4 separate regions of the Mus musculus genome follow, and all the other regions are linked to region 1. The links are chromatin contacts, called in public Hi-C, HiChIP or PLAC-seq and promoter capture Hi-C maps. All regions are on one chromosome and are shown on one strand. The core of a region is the stretch at or near the end of the contact, and the rest is flanking DNA. Distances in the headings are between cores, read along the strand shown. Region 1 holds the start of Brf2 (BRF2, RNA polymerase III transcription initiation factor 50kDa subunit). Region 2 has its middle 3.2 kb from the start of Gm31727. Region 3 has its middle 31 kb from the start of Gm31843. Region 4 has its middle 27 kb from the start of Thap1.

Region 1 (2,999 bases), core at 64-2,563:
CATGGGCACCAGGCATGCACATGCTGCACACACACACATACATGCAGTAAGAACACCCATACACATAATATCAAAACATTAAACAGTGACATAAATAAAAGCAAAGCTGAAATTTAAGGGGGAAAAAAGTTTGATTCTCACCTCGTTGCTGGCAGCGACTAACTTGTTCGTTTTCCCCAGTGCTTCGAGAATATGTCACTTCTGTAAAATAGCAAACAACAAATTACCCAGCTGGCCTTCGTTCACCTCCTCCTTGCCCTCTGACTGCATAAGGCCAGGGAGATTTCAAATGACTGTGTATCTACTTCTACCTCAGAGAAGATACCCATCTATGTAAAAGTAATAGGACAGAACTGTATTTTTAAAAGCTGCACTGGCAATTCTGATTTTCCAATAATTTCTCTGATACATTCACTTTTGAGGGCTGCATTAGCCAAGGGCTAGAGCAGTGGTTCTCAACCTTCCTAATGCTGCCACCCTTTAATACAGTTCCTCACGTTGTGGTGACCCCCAACCTTAACATTATTTTCGTTGCTACTTCATAACTGTAATTTTGTAATGGTTACACGAAGATTGCATTAGCTACAGAAAAAAAAGAGAATTATGAATTGCATTATGAATCATAATGTAAACCGCCTATATGCAGGATGGTCTTAGGGGACTCCTGTGAAAGATTCTGTGGACACCACGGCGGTCACCACCCACCGGTTGAGAACCGCTGTACTAGAGCAATGGCGTGGAACGCAGAGGAGAGCAAGTTGCCAATTAGTGCTAAAACCTGCTAGGAGATGATGGTTCGTGTTGTTATTTTCAAATAATTTACCGGCACTCCTTCAACACTGACTAGGTCTGACAAGACGAATGAAACCTTTATCGTTTCGTTCATTCACCAACCAATATACCCACCCAATGCCAGACACCGTTGTAGGTACTGGGAAATCAGATGGATCGCACCCTCCTCCAGCTCATCTGTTTACTTAAGCCCAATTCTCTCACATTTAACTGTGCGCATGGCCAAGAAAGGGAGGAGGCTGGAAAGAGGGAGCTGGGTTTAAGGACTCCACCGCCCAAGGCTGGCGATCCCCGGGTTCAAGACCAGTACCCCTGAAGTTGCCCTCGTCGCTAAAGGTGGTAGTTAGGACCCCTTCGGTGACCACGCAGCCGCAGTCGGAGCACACCAGCTGGCTCTGAGAATAATGCGAATCTTCCACGAGCTCGGAGGAGCCGCAATCCGGGCAGCGGCTTCCGTTCGGCATCTCGTCGGTCGGTCCAGGGCTGCGGTACCGCCGTCAGGCACAAACTCCCAGAGAACTTGTAACTGGGCAGCGGCAATAAAGTGGAGGGGCGCTTATTCCGGATGCACCATCCTCCTCCGGCCAGCTGGCCAATCGGCTGGCAGTTTGCTCCTCCCCTCGGCAGTACGCCACTTCCGATCCCTTCTGTGGACTCGGGTAGAAACCTGAGTTAGAAAGGGAGGTTCCTGGATTTAACTGTTTCTCAGGCTCTCTGGGTTTTTGTGGTTAGGCCACGTGGGGAGTTGACACAAACCACAGATGTGGAATTGTTGTCTGCAAAACACTATTTTTTAAAATATATTATCCAATTTATAATTTATTTTTTAGCCTATCATGCTTATGTAGCCCAGGCTGACCTAAAATACTGATCCTCCTGCCTCTGCCTACTACATGCTGGGATTACAGGCTTGTATTACCATGCCTGATTTAACTCCCTTCAAAAAAGTGGAACCAGTTTTTTCCTTTCTATGTAGTAAGGAACGTTAAGTTTGACCGTAGTAGAAAATAGATCACTCTGCAGTGAGAGAGCAGTAAATTGTGTTGTACTCTACGGACCTCCCCACACTAAGTTGCCGTCTCTCTTTCAAAGTCTCTCTTGTTGTTGTTGTTTTCCAACATATTTCTTTAATCCTAGCATTTAGGAGGTAGAGATTGAGCCAAGCCTGGTGTACATAATGAGTTCAGTCCAGTCAGAGCAACTTAATAAGAACATGTCTCTAAATAAATACAATAAGATGAACTAAAATCTTGAGTGGTAGATTTAAATATCTTCAGAGAATAGCATGAAAAACCATAGTTCTCTCCTCAAAGAGGATGTACAAGAGTTTATGCTAGAGCCAAAAAGGAGGACTTGAGCCCAGGAACAGATAGATACAAGTTTCTCCAAATAACACATAGAACTGTTAAGTGGTTACATGAAGATTGCATTAGATTTAGAACAAAGAGAGCCATATATCATACGATAGGGACCACTGGTAATAACATTACAGAATATGGGGAAACCCTTTCCATGGGTTTCAGATGCTATCTTCTGAATTGATGGAGGCTAGGAGTTGGTAAGAATGCATTTTAAATTGTCGGATTTTATTGTTGGTTTGATTTGGGTGTTTTGTTTTGTTTTGTACTTTAAGACAAGAGTCACTGTATATCTCTGGCTGTCTTGGAACTCATTATATATACCAGGATAGTCTTAAACTCACAGAAATCTGCCTCTCTCTACCTTCTGAGTGCTAGGATTAAAGACATTTGCTACTACATCTGGCCTTCAAACACACACATACACACACACACACACACACACACACCTCCTCTCTCCCCTTCAACTTTTGGCAAACTGGAAGCTACAGGCCGACTCAGACATGTTTAAAACCTTGAACTTTGAGCTATCCACGTGGCACGTGCCTTTAATTCTGACACTCAGAAGGCAGAGGCAGGCAGGTTTCTTTGAGTCCAAGGGCAATTTGATGTACAGAGTGAGTGCCTGGCCAGCTAGGGCTAGCTAGACCCTCTCTTAATTTTTTTTTAAGAGAGAAAAGGGGAAAACAATCTTGTATTGAACTTTAATATAACTCGCCTGTTGCCCCAGCACTTGGAAAGTAAAGGCAGGAAATCAAGAGTTAAAAGCAAGGGGCTGGAGAGATGCCTCAGGGGTTAAGAGCACTGACTGCTCTTCCAGAGGTCATGAGTTCAATTCCCAGAAACCAC
Region 2 (3,480 bases), core at 73-2,572, 870 kb before region 1:
TAAAAAACCCTAGCTTCCAAGCCTTGTGGTTGAATCCATTGTCTCTTGTGTGAGATACGTTTCAACCCGGAGCTACCCATTAAAATACTTCGTGTTGTTACATCAAGGTGTTGTGTTCTGTTCGTGATTCGTGGGTGCATGCCGAATTGGGAGTTGAGTGGGGGTTTCCTCACTAAGTTCTTTCACCAGTAGGTGGAAGAGAGAGAGAGAGAGAGAGAGAGAGAGAGAGAGAGGCAGACATCAGAGTAAATGACAGTAGACAGAGAGGAAGAGACCTGGGTCCCACAAATTCCCTTCATGGACCTGTCACCAGTCACCCCAAGAGCTCACAACAGGCCTACCTCCTAGAGCTGATTTTCCTATAGTGCCAAGCTGGGGAAGAAAAAAATCCATGACCATTGGAGACATTCTAGATGCAAACTGTCACTTGCTGTCTCTTTTCTCACTCTTCACTGAAGTCCCACACTATCATGGACACCGAAAGCCCTATCTAGCCACAGAAGATTAATATGTGTTTTTGCTTTGAGTCAGATTTATACTTTATGAAGGCAATCCTGACTGTGGAGTATCAGATAACGATAGACTAAAGGCTATGATGCCAGAGATATTATAGGCAAGGAAATCAGATGGTAATTTAACTGCTCTTGTCTAAATAAAAGATGGTAACTTCTGAACTAAGGTGGTAAGGAAGGGATGGCGAAGGGAGGGCAGATGTGTCAAATAGTCAAGAAACAGCTGGCAGGGTTCACTGATTGATTAGGTGTCAGGATGAGGAAAGCAGAAACACGTGGTCCTGCCTAAGTTTCAGCTGATTACATAACTCACCAAGATAAGGCATACGGAATGAGTGGCGGGCCACGGTAGAACACTGCCGATTTAAGCTTAGAGCAGGTTGAGATGCCCGGGTGCCAGGTAGGCAGGACCAAGGCTTGAAAATGCAAAGTTGATCGGAGTGTGTTTTAAACGCTAGGTCATTAGAAGGTTTCACCATGCAGACAGACTGAAGAAACATAGATTGAAAATACAGTATTTAAGGGACATATAAAGAATTAATATCAGCAAAGGAGCCAGGACAATGGTTGGTTGGCTAAGTAGGAGGAGTTCTGGAAGATTCCTGAGGATATTGAGGTAACTGGTGGTGCTCAGGGTAAGGAAGTCAAGAAAGATGAGGTGAATGTGGTAGTTTGAGTGAGGATGTTCCCCTGAGTTTGAGTACTTCAGCCTTAGTTGGTGGCCCTGTTTGAGTAGGTCCAGGAGGCGTGGCCTGGAAGGAAGAATAGCGTCACGGGGGTGGGGCTTTGAAGTCTGAAAGCCACTACAGTTTCCAGTTCTCTCTTTCTGCTTCCTGCTTTGTGGTTTAAGATATGACCTTCTTTCTATTCCAGCTACCACACCCGCCTGCTGCCATGATTCCCCACCGTGATGGTGGTGGCTTCCATTTCCCTAGAACCACGTGGACAAAGAAGCTGTCCTTGTGTAAGCTGCCGTGACCAGTGTGCTAAATCACAGCCTTAGAGAAGTAACTAATACGAGGGGCGAGGATACACGCAAACAGATTTTAATTAGTTAGAGAATGAAGTAAAGTCTAGCTAGCACTCTATTCTCTCTTGAAGTCTGACAGATTCAACAAGAGTGGTTTCTCTGGTTTGTTTTTTGTTGCTTAAACTACCACGACCAAAAGCAACTCACGGTAGAAAGGGTTTATTTCCGCTTACGCTTCCAGTTCACAATCTGTCATTGGGGAAGTCAGGGCAGGAAGTGATGCAGAAACCATGGAGAAGTACGGCTTACTGGATGACTGATCAGCGCATGCTCAGTTAGCTCCCTTACCTATTCCAGGCTCGGCTGCCTGTGGATGGTTTTGCTGGGCCCTTGCACATCAATCAAGGTAATTTCGCCCAGACATGCCCATAGGCTAATGTGACCTTCACTGTAGGGTCCTCCTTTCTAAGAGATTCTAAGTTGTGTCAAGTTGGCAATAACTAACCACCATGGCAATGAGATCTTAAAAGAAGCAGTATGGCGAATGGGAGGCGGCATAATACTCTGCTTTTAACCGTAAAGTGGTGGCACATAGCAGGAATCCCAGTACTCCGGAGGCTGAGGCAGGAGGATAGTGAACTTGGAGTCTTTATTGGGTATACACAGGGCTCTTCAGACGGGTGTGGATAACATAGTGAGACCTTGTGTCAAAATAGGCTAGTAAGTAAAGAAATAAAATAACCCTACGTTACCTTTGAATATGGAAGGCTGGAATAGATCTCATGATTTCATTGCACTTTTTGGTATATTCTGTGATCTCCTCAGTAGCTGTGTTATCAAAGTCCTAACTTGGAAGCTCATACAATGTTACTATTATCAACCTAGAGTAGGAACACAACCTTTAGCCCAGCAAAGCATCCAAAATAGCTGCAGATTAATAAATATTTGTTGAATGGGTGGGTGATTGTGTAAGTGACTCAATGTATCAATTAGCCCATTGTCTCCAGTTACACCGTTAACTCCAGGGTGAAGATTGTGTCTTAGGTTGGTTTTCTCAACATGCTCAGTCCATAGGGGATGCATTGAAGCAAGTTTAGCTATGTAGGGACCAAAATGTTGATGGAAAAGTCAGGAATGATCAGATGGGGTGGATGTTTTGAGGAGAGTTTAAAATTAGATAAATCTACAGAAGATACAATGATCTCGTTCTATTTGATGTCTGGCGATTGGTGGATTAATTGAAGTTCTAAGTTAACATCCTGGTATGTGGTGTTTTCCCTTTCTTAGTGCAATGAACAGATCGGGAAAAGAAATGCCCAGAATCTCCCATTCAACTTATTCTTTAGCTGCTTGAGCCTTAATCCTTACTAAGGCTGGGATAAAGTAGCCAATTAGTGTTGTTCCCTTGCTTTGTGGTTTTCCCAGCCCTGAAGCTACCAGCTTCTCTACCAGCCCTCATACCAGTGAGCGCAGAAGAACCTTCAGGCAAGCAGCTCCTCTCTGCTCTTCTCTGAAGTGTCCCATAGCAAATGGCAGTGGCAGGAAAACGTCTTAATTTAGAGCGTTGTTAGCATAATTGATGTTCAGATGCAACGTCGGTAGAAACAAGCTCCGTTAATTGGGCTCTCAACCTACATTAGCTCTTGCGCTGCAACCAATTAGGCAGGGGCCAGAGGGCCGAAGGAGCTGTGGTTAGATCCCTGCGTGCAGAGGCTGGAAAGATACACCAGCAGGTAGCTGGGGCTGCTGAACTGCACTGATGTTGCCTGCAGCTTCACCGCAGGGGAGCCATCTGTCCAGTGAAAAACACAGTGATATGTCCTTCAATCAGTGAAAAGAAGATGGTAACATTCAGGAGACGAAAGGCTGGCCTTTCCCATAGAGGTGGAGTGCTAGTCTTTGAAAGTCTTGAAGGATTTAAATCTACCACTCGTCCTCAGCGACATTCCTAAAGAACACATTTCTATTCTTCCTGTATCTTCTGGGGGGGAAACAAAA
Region 3 (3,043 bases), core at 217-2,716, 780 kb before region 1:
TGGGTATCAGCCAGTATTTTCCAAGCTTCCATAATTGTCTTAGGGATCGGTACCCCAAATCAGTATGTCTTTTATCATCATCTTTTGTACCTTGGTGAATCTTGGGCTGGTAAATTGTCCAGTGGCTCAAAGACAAAGCAAGTAATTTCTGAGTGTCCCGACCTTGCCCCAGGCCTCCTGGACTTAATTCTATTAGCCTGAATCTATTCCTTGCGCATAATCTCAGAATCGGGCACAGTATTTTCCTGTGTTACTTACTGTCAGGATTGCAATTCCCATTATTATTTTATAAATCAGGGCTTTTACCCTAACAATGCAGAGGGCCAGTTTTGGTGGTGATTGTACTCTAATGGACCAATCTGGCCGCAATTGCGATATAAATAGACGAAAGCACTTGGTTAATTTCTACAGAAATTAGGATAGCAGCAAGAGCAAATATTGGATGGAGGGAGACAGCATCCACTTAGGCTGCAAGCCAAGGTCTTTAGAAGAGCACGGATTAGAGGCTAAATTCCAAATTTAAAACCTTCTGCTAACGGCTCACTCAGTTTCACCCACCTCTCTCCATGAAGGGCTTGGACCCAGAGATCAACAGATGGTGGAACCGTGTGGCACTTCCCTTTTGCCGGAGGCATCTCAGAGACCCTGGGCAGCCCGAAGGAAAAGGCGAAGCCTACTGTATACGGGGTTCACCTACAAACCTAGCACCCTGTGTTGGGAGGTGAGGCAGGCTTTTTTTTTTTTTTTCCTTTTTTAGTGACTGCCACTTCTATGGTGCCTGGTAAGGCTAGCTGCAGGGCCCTTTGGAGGGCTCTTTAAGGTCATAATGCAGAAGACTGTCACCTGCGATGGGACACTGAAACACCAAGACTACAGCCCCTCACAGGCCATGAAAAGCACAGGCTACCGCTTGGGTTGTTGGCCAAATATGGAGAAATTACCAGGGGCCTAACAAGCAGCTTAATGGGTGTAGTCCATTATTACAGGCCAGGGCCATAGGAGGCTTCCATGAAATGTATTTGGGGTGGAATTTTTTTTTTTTTTATCATTCCAGCAGCTACACAGGAGAAAAGGGGGTCACACCCAGAGGATCTGATCTGGTTTTTCTAAACTGGTCTAAGTTCTCCTGTTTAAACAGCCAAGTCAGCCCTAGTAGGCAGCAATGTATTGATTTTTTTTTTTGGCACTGCCAGAATCAATCTGAACAAAGCCATTCAGCGCTACGTAGAAGCCAGCTGAACTCAGACAAGCAGGGTGGACTCTTTCTGTTAAGCTCTTGAGCAATCAGCAAAATGGCTTCGATGCTGTCTCCACTGAGGAAATTACATATATAACTGTAACCCCCTGCTTTCAATTTCATCCCAGTTCCTTACATCCCCCTTACTTCTACCTCTATACTCCTGAGCCCCTGAGAAGATGGCAGCAGGTAAGAATACAGGGTGATGAGAGGCTCTTGTATGCACTGTCAAAAGTCTCTTTCGGTAGGATTATGAACCCCTGACCTCTGACCCAGGGTTCAAAGGCAGATTGATTATTTCCTTGAATAAAATTGATTGTCCGGTTGTACATTATATGGATATTTTAAGACTTTCCCGACTAATACTATCTGACCATCAGCTTACCCCCTCGCCTCTTGATAGTCATAGACCTTTCTAGGTGGATCCATGCTGACCGTTAAGACAGTTTTGGCTTTTTCCTTCCCTGCTCCCTGTGGTAATATCTGGGTTTATCATGTAATATTTCTCAGAACTCCCCGAACATTGGTTGACCCAGAAGGCCAGTAGAATGTAGTATTAACATCCTCAGGGGTAGTTAAGTTGCTTTTATGTAGCTGTGACCAAAAAACCCATGAGAACAACTCACCAGAGGGGAAGAAGGGGGAGCTTTCTGGCTCACAGTTATGTGGTCTTATGTGCTTTGGCGGAATATCGCAGTGGTAGGAGAATGCAGCAGAGGGACCTCTTCGTCACAGGAAGGGACTGGGTGGAAGCCCTAAGGATCTGACCCCATGACCTACTTCCTGTAGCTAGGGCTCATTTCCTAAAGTGTCTAGAACATCTCAAAATACCACCAGTTGCTAGGGGTCAAGTGTCCATCAGATGTGCTCCCCGGGGGGGGGGGCATTTTGTATCTAAACTGTAACTGGGCAAGACAGGGCATTTCTAGCAGCTGTTTGTCTGTTGGCTGTCTATCCTCTCTATTTGGCAGTTTCCTCACCAAAGGTTCAACAGGCTTGAGGTGGGTGTCCTCTCAGGTCTCCCCTACTGCTCGTTTTTCGTGACACGCTCTGCTAAGGCTCTCCCAAGGCTCCCCCAACCCTCTTCCATCCTCTTCAGCAATTTTGTACCAACTCTGATGTTCTGACCAGCATGGTTTGACTTCTACAGAAACACCACCCTACCAGATAAGATGAAGTGCCCGGAGCTCTGTTAGAGTCAATTTTGTGCAAGGTTAATGTGATCTCCCTCATCCTGGCCATTGAAGTCCTGGCAATTCTAGATTCTTCATGCCCCAGGATGCCCTGTTGGTGCAAGGGTTAATACCACCTGTCAGAACCCCACGGGGATTGGACTGTGTCTGGAGGTAGTGAGTTTTAAACATCTCATGCTAGAAGACAGAACGTTTCTTTTACTTTAGCTTTTATTGGGACTTTAAACGTAGCCAAGGCATTAAAGAAAGAGGAAGGGGGAAAAATAAACTTGGAAAGCTTTTATACTTTTTGTAAAAAAAAAAAAATCATTTCTTTTTTTTTTTCTTTTTTTAACCATTACCCAAATCTCCTCCAAACACACAGACCCTACAGTATCCCTATTAAATTATATAGAGCGAGTCCAGCCCTTGACTGTCAGCGGGGCCCATCATTCCTAATTTATCGCCCCAGGAAACACAGTACAATTATGGTAATAAATAATAATAGGATTCAGTACATGACAACATGAATGATGGAGCCTCTCAGAATTCATTTACATTGCTTTGTGTTGCAATCATCGTGCCTCTAATGTAACGCCAAGCAAATGAGCCCCTTTGAATATTGTGCAATCTA
Region 4 (3,401 bases), core at 645-3,144, 940 kb before region 1:
AAAATATATGCTGAATAATTTATAAGAACAGAACAAGTGTTTTAAGGGATACTAAAAAGAACCCTTATTGCTACAAAGTAGTATAAACTTGTGGCATATTCATACCTTGAAAATATGCAGATCAGAAACATTGATATGCAAATATTATGTTTTGAAAAATAATGAGTACAAGTAAATGCTATTTTAATTTAACCTTATAAAGCTAGTCCGTTCTAAGAGGGGGTTATTATGCTTGAATAACAGTGCATAGTCTATATAATCAATTAAATATAATCTTATACAACAGAAATCTTTAAAAAATCAATCTTATAATGAGGATGGATGTGAAACTATAATGGCATTGTGATGTGATTATTTTCTTAAAATAAATTCCTATCTATATTAAGAAATGTTAAACATCCTTAGTCATCACGGAAACGCAAGTTTAAACCATTTTGAGGTTCAATGCATCCCAGTCAGAACAACTATTGTTGAGCAAACAAATGACAAGAAATGCTGGAGAGGGTGTGAGGGAAGAGGGGCTTTTAATCACAGTTGGGCGGACTATAAACCAAGTCCAGCCATGATGGAAACCAGCACGAAGCATCTTCAAAAAATAAATTCATAGAACTATATGATCTATCTATACCACTCCTGGAACCCCAGAGACAGTTGTGTATTTATATTTATTGCTGCTCTATTCACAATGACAGGGAAATGGAATCTGCTTGGATGCTCACCAATAGGAAGACAGAATTGAAAACGTGGCTTCTATCTGGAATTTTACTCAGCTGTGAAGGAAAACAATCACGAAATTTGGAGAACAATGAATGAATTTGGGAAAATATTTCTTTCTATATAGTACCATTGAATTATTAGAAACTATTATTTCGAGTGTGGGATGACAGACTCACATCCTCTTTCATATGTGGACCCTAATTTTCAATGTGGGAATAGGCTACAGAACTAGGTATGAGGACAGGGGAGTCAGAGTGTCAAGAAAGGGGTTGGCGACACCGTGACATGAGAGCGGACAGACAGAAGGCTAGTGTGGTAGGCATGAGGTAGGGGCGGAGAAGGCGAGGCCAGGGTCAGAGGAACAACAAAAACAAATTTTGTTTGAAAAAATCCCACAACGGAACTATTTGTGTAATAATAAAAATTAAAAAAGAAATACCAGGCCTCTTAAAAATGAAAGTTTAGAAAGATAATTAGCAACGAAAAGAACGTGAATACTATTTCCTGATATAGCAATTCATAATTCAATGCTCTACAAGAGCATAATGGTTAAACAACAGCAACAGAATAGCAACAACAATAAAAGGAACAGCCAGGCGCCAGCTCGTGGTCATTTCAACATGCCAGACGATGGCAGCACAGTACCACGAGACAGTCTCAGCTTCCCAAGTCCCTGTGATTAGCGAGGAGACTGGAGTGTGAATCAGACCATTAATGACCCAAAGAAACATCTTTCTGGACGGAAATGCTTAGCCTTGTAGGGTTAAAGGAACCTGCACTCCTGTGTGTGTGTGACAGTTGTGACAGTTGTTGATAGAGTTGAATGTGCTTCCTTTTTGTGTTTCCACCTCAGTTTAGATCCATCCTCCGTCTGCCTGTCTGTCCTTCTGTCCCTTCCTTCCTTCCTCCTTTCCTTCCTTTAGGAAGGCTTCAGCCGATGACAATATGACCCCGCTGCCTTTGGATCAGCGAAAGTTTCTGATAGAACATTCCATGGTTTTGAAACCAGATGAATGGTATGCCCTTCCTACTCCCTTTTAGATAATTATATCTTTATTGAGCTCGTTGAATTTTTTTTTTGTTTCTGCCAGTCTCTCCTTCTCTTACTATGCTCAGTACGAATTTTAAAGGCTTACGGTCGCAGCGACGGTTTGAGAAAGAGGAGCATCACCTCTGACGTCACAGTAGCGTCATCATCAAGCGAGTAAGCCATTATCTCTGCACTGCTTCCCAACCCTGAGTCCTCTTTGGTTGCTTCCGCTTTCTAAAGTAGAACCGCACCGGTGGCTCTTTGCGAAGAAGTTCGCAGTGTATTTTACGGAGTGTTAGGCAGCTAGGTGGTGAACACTCTCCGTACTCCTCAGTCCCTTCGATGTGTGACTTCAGTCCACTAGCTTGAGTCCTTGGCAGGGTCCATGTTTCTTTGGAAGGATGATAAGATTGCATGTCTTAATGGTCTAGATGAAAATGTTAGTCCAAAAGAGCATGCAAGCAGATAATAATAATGGAAAAAGCATTATAAGTTTTCCTGGCCAATAGTAATTTTTATATGTGTGTTAATTATATTACCCATTGATATATAAATGCGCAAAGAATCTCATTTCTTTTTCATGGATGAAATACAGATAAAATGGAAATGGAGAAATTCCAGTAGGATTTTATCTTAACTCCTCTCAGATGACTGTCTGGGGATTTGGAGCATAAACAGGAAGAAGTAGGCTAGTATTCGTCCATGAGTGGACTTTTCCAAAACTATGGTACATTCCCCTTTTATATGGGTAGTTTGGTTGTGGCTTGGCATCAGATTTCTGATCAAAGTAGCCTATTCTAGGAGGTTAGTGGTATTAAGATTAAGATTTTTTAAAATGATTTTTTTTGGTTTATTTATTTATTTCGTGTATATGAGTACACTGTCACTATCTTTAGACACACCAGAAGAAGGCATTGGATCCCCACTACAGATGGTTGTGAGCCACCATGTGGTTGCTGGGAATTGAACTCAGGACCTCTGAAAGAGCAGTCAGTGCTCTCAACCGCTGAACCATCTCTCCAGCTCTTAAGATGCCATTGTAATAAAACAGAAAAGTTATTGATCTTCTTCTCCCTGAGAAGGTGGAGGCCCCGACCCCAGGTATCTCCCCACCCTGGTACATCAAGTCTCTGCAGGGCTCCACACATCTTTTCCCACTGAGGCCAGGCAACGCAGCCCAGTTAGGAGAATGTATCCCACAGATAGGCAACAGCTTTGGGGATCGCCTCACTTCAGCTGTTCAGGGCCCACATGAAGACCAAGCTGCACATCTGCTACATAAGCGTGGCAGGGCCTAGGTCCAGCCTGTGTATGCTCTTTGGTTGGTGGTTCAGGTTAGTCGACTCTGTTGATCTCCCTGTGGAGTTCCTGTACAGTTCGGGGTCCTCAACTTTCCCCCTTTCCTTTTAAAAAGGCAATTAGGATGTAAAACTTAAAATTGAATTGTTGCAATAATTTCCAACCCCAATAAGCCCCCCCCCCCTTTTTTTTAAAGGTGGCTCAGCAGTTAAGAACATTGACTGCTCTCCCAGAGATCCTGAGTTCAATTCCTAGCAACCACATGGTGGCTCACAACCATCTCTAATGATATCCGGTGCCCTCTTCTGGTGTGTCTAATGACAGCAACAGTGTTCTCATATAATTAAATAAATCT

What was found. Promoter capture Hi-C pulls out the DNA fragments that hold promoters and counts their contacts. Hi-C and Micro-C count contacts between places; a contact is called where the count stands out from the background. HiChIP or PLAC-seq counts read pairs in DNA pulled down with a chosen protein or histone mark.
Region 2: an H3K27ac HiChIP or PLAC-seq map of acute myeloid leukemia shows a contact between it and region 1, with 10 times the contacts expected there. The contact joins the enhancer-like site here to the promoter of Brf2 in region 1. A contact is called at or near these places in 5 of 39 promoter capture datasets (the 3T3-L1 cell line, cranial neural crest, hippocampal neurons and 2 more), 2 of 115 datasets of contacts at active chromatin or transcription factors (acute myeloid leukemia and stem cell-derived neural progenitor cells) and 1 of 9 other capture datasets (adipose tissue).
Region 3: a promoter capture Hi-C map of liver shows a contact between it and region 1, with 3 times the contacts expected there. The contact joins the enhancer-like site here to the promoter of Brf2 in region 1. A contact is called at or near these places in 5 of 39 promoter capture datasets (cranial neural crest, hippocampal neurons, liver and 1 more), 2 of 484 Hi-C or Micro-C datasets (adipose-derived mesenchymal stem cells and cerebellum), 2 of 115 datasets of contacts at active chromatin or transcription factors (acute myeloid leukemia and stem cell-derived neural progenitor cells) and 3 of 9 other capture datasets (adipose tissue, liver and macrophages).
Region 4: a Hi-C map of the N1E-115 cell line shows a contact between it and region 1, with 10 times the contacts expected there. The contact joins the enhancer-like site here to the promoter of Brf2 in region 1. A contact is called at or near these places in 8 of 39 promoter capture datasets (the 3T3-L1 cell line, cranial neural crest, embryonic stem cells and 5 more), 11 of 484 Hi-C or Micro-C datasets (LSK cells, the N1E-115 cell line, adipose-derived mesenchymal stem cells and 8 more), 3 of 115 datasets of contacts at active chromatin or transcription factors (embryonic stem cells, forebrain and stem cell-derived neural progenitor cells) and 3 of 9 other capture datasets (adipose tissue, embryonic stem cells and liver).

Annotation. Positions count from the first base shown.
Region 1 is chr8:27,127,319-27,130,317 of GRCm38.p6, forward strand. Brf2 (BRF2, RNA polymerase III transcription initiation factor 50kDa subunit) reads right to left here and starts at 1,314. Exons shown (of 4, transcript NM_025686.2): 1 at 1,103-1,314; 2 at 142-201. The coding sequence starts at 1,256.
Region 2 is chr8:26,261,964-26,265,443 of GRCm38.p6, forward strand. No RefSeq gene overlaps it. Among named protein-coding and RNA genes, the nearest start is that of Gm31727, 3.2 kb to the right of the region's middle. Within about 2 kb of position 1,323, at least 5 of the 459 cell types and tissues checked have an H3K27ac peak or open chromatin away from gene starts, as enhancers often do. A contact at or near this core is called in acute myeloid leukemia, where this site is marked.
Region 3 is chr8:26,348,840-26,351,882 of GRCm38.p6, forward strand. No RefSeq gene overlaps it. Among named protein-coding and RNA genes, the nearest start is that of Gm31843, 31 kb to the right of the region's middle. Within about 2 kb of position 1,467, at least 16 of the 459 cell types and tissues checked have an H3K27ac peak or open chromatin away from gene starts, as enhancers often do. A contact at or near this core is called in cerebellum and liver, where this site is marked.
Region 4 is chr8:26,183,032-26,186,432 of GRCm38.p6, forward strand. No RefSeq gene overlaps it. Among named protein-coding and RNA genes, the nearest start is that of Thap1, 27 kb to the left of the region's middle. Within about 2 kb of position 1,895, at least 10 of the 459 cell types and tissues checked have an H3K27ac peak or open chromatin away from gene starts, as enhancers often do. A contact at or near this core is called in the N1E-115 cell line, where this site is marked.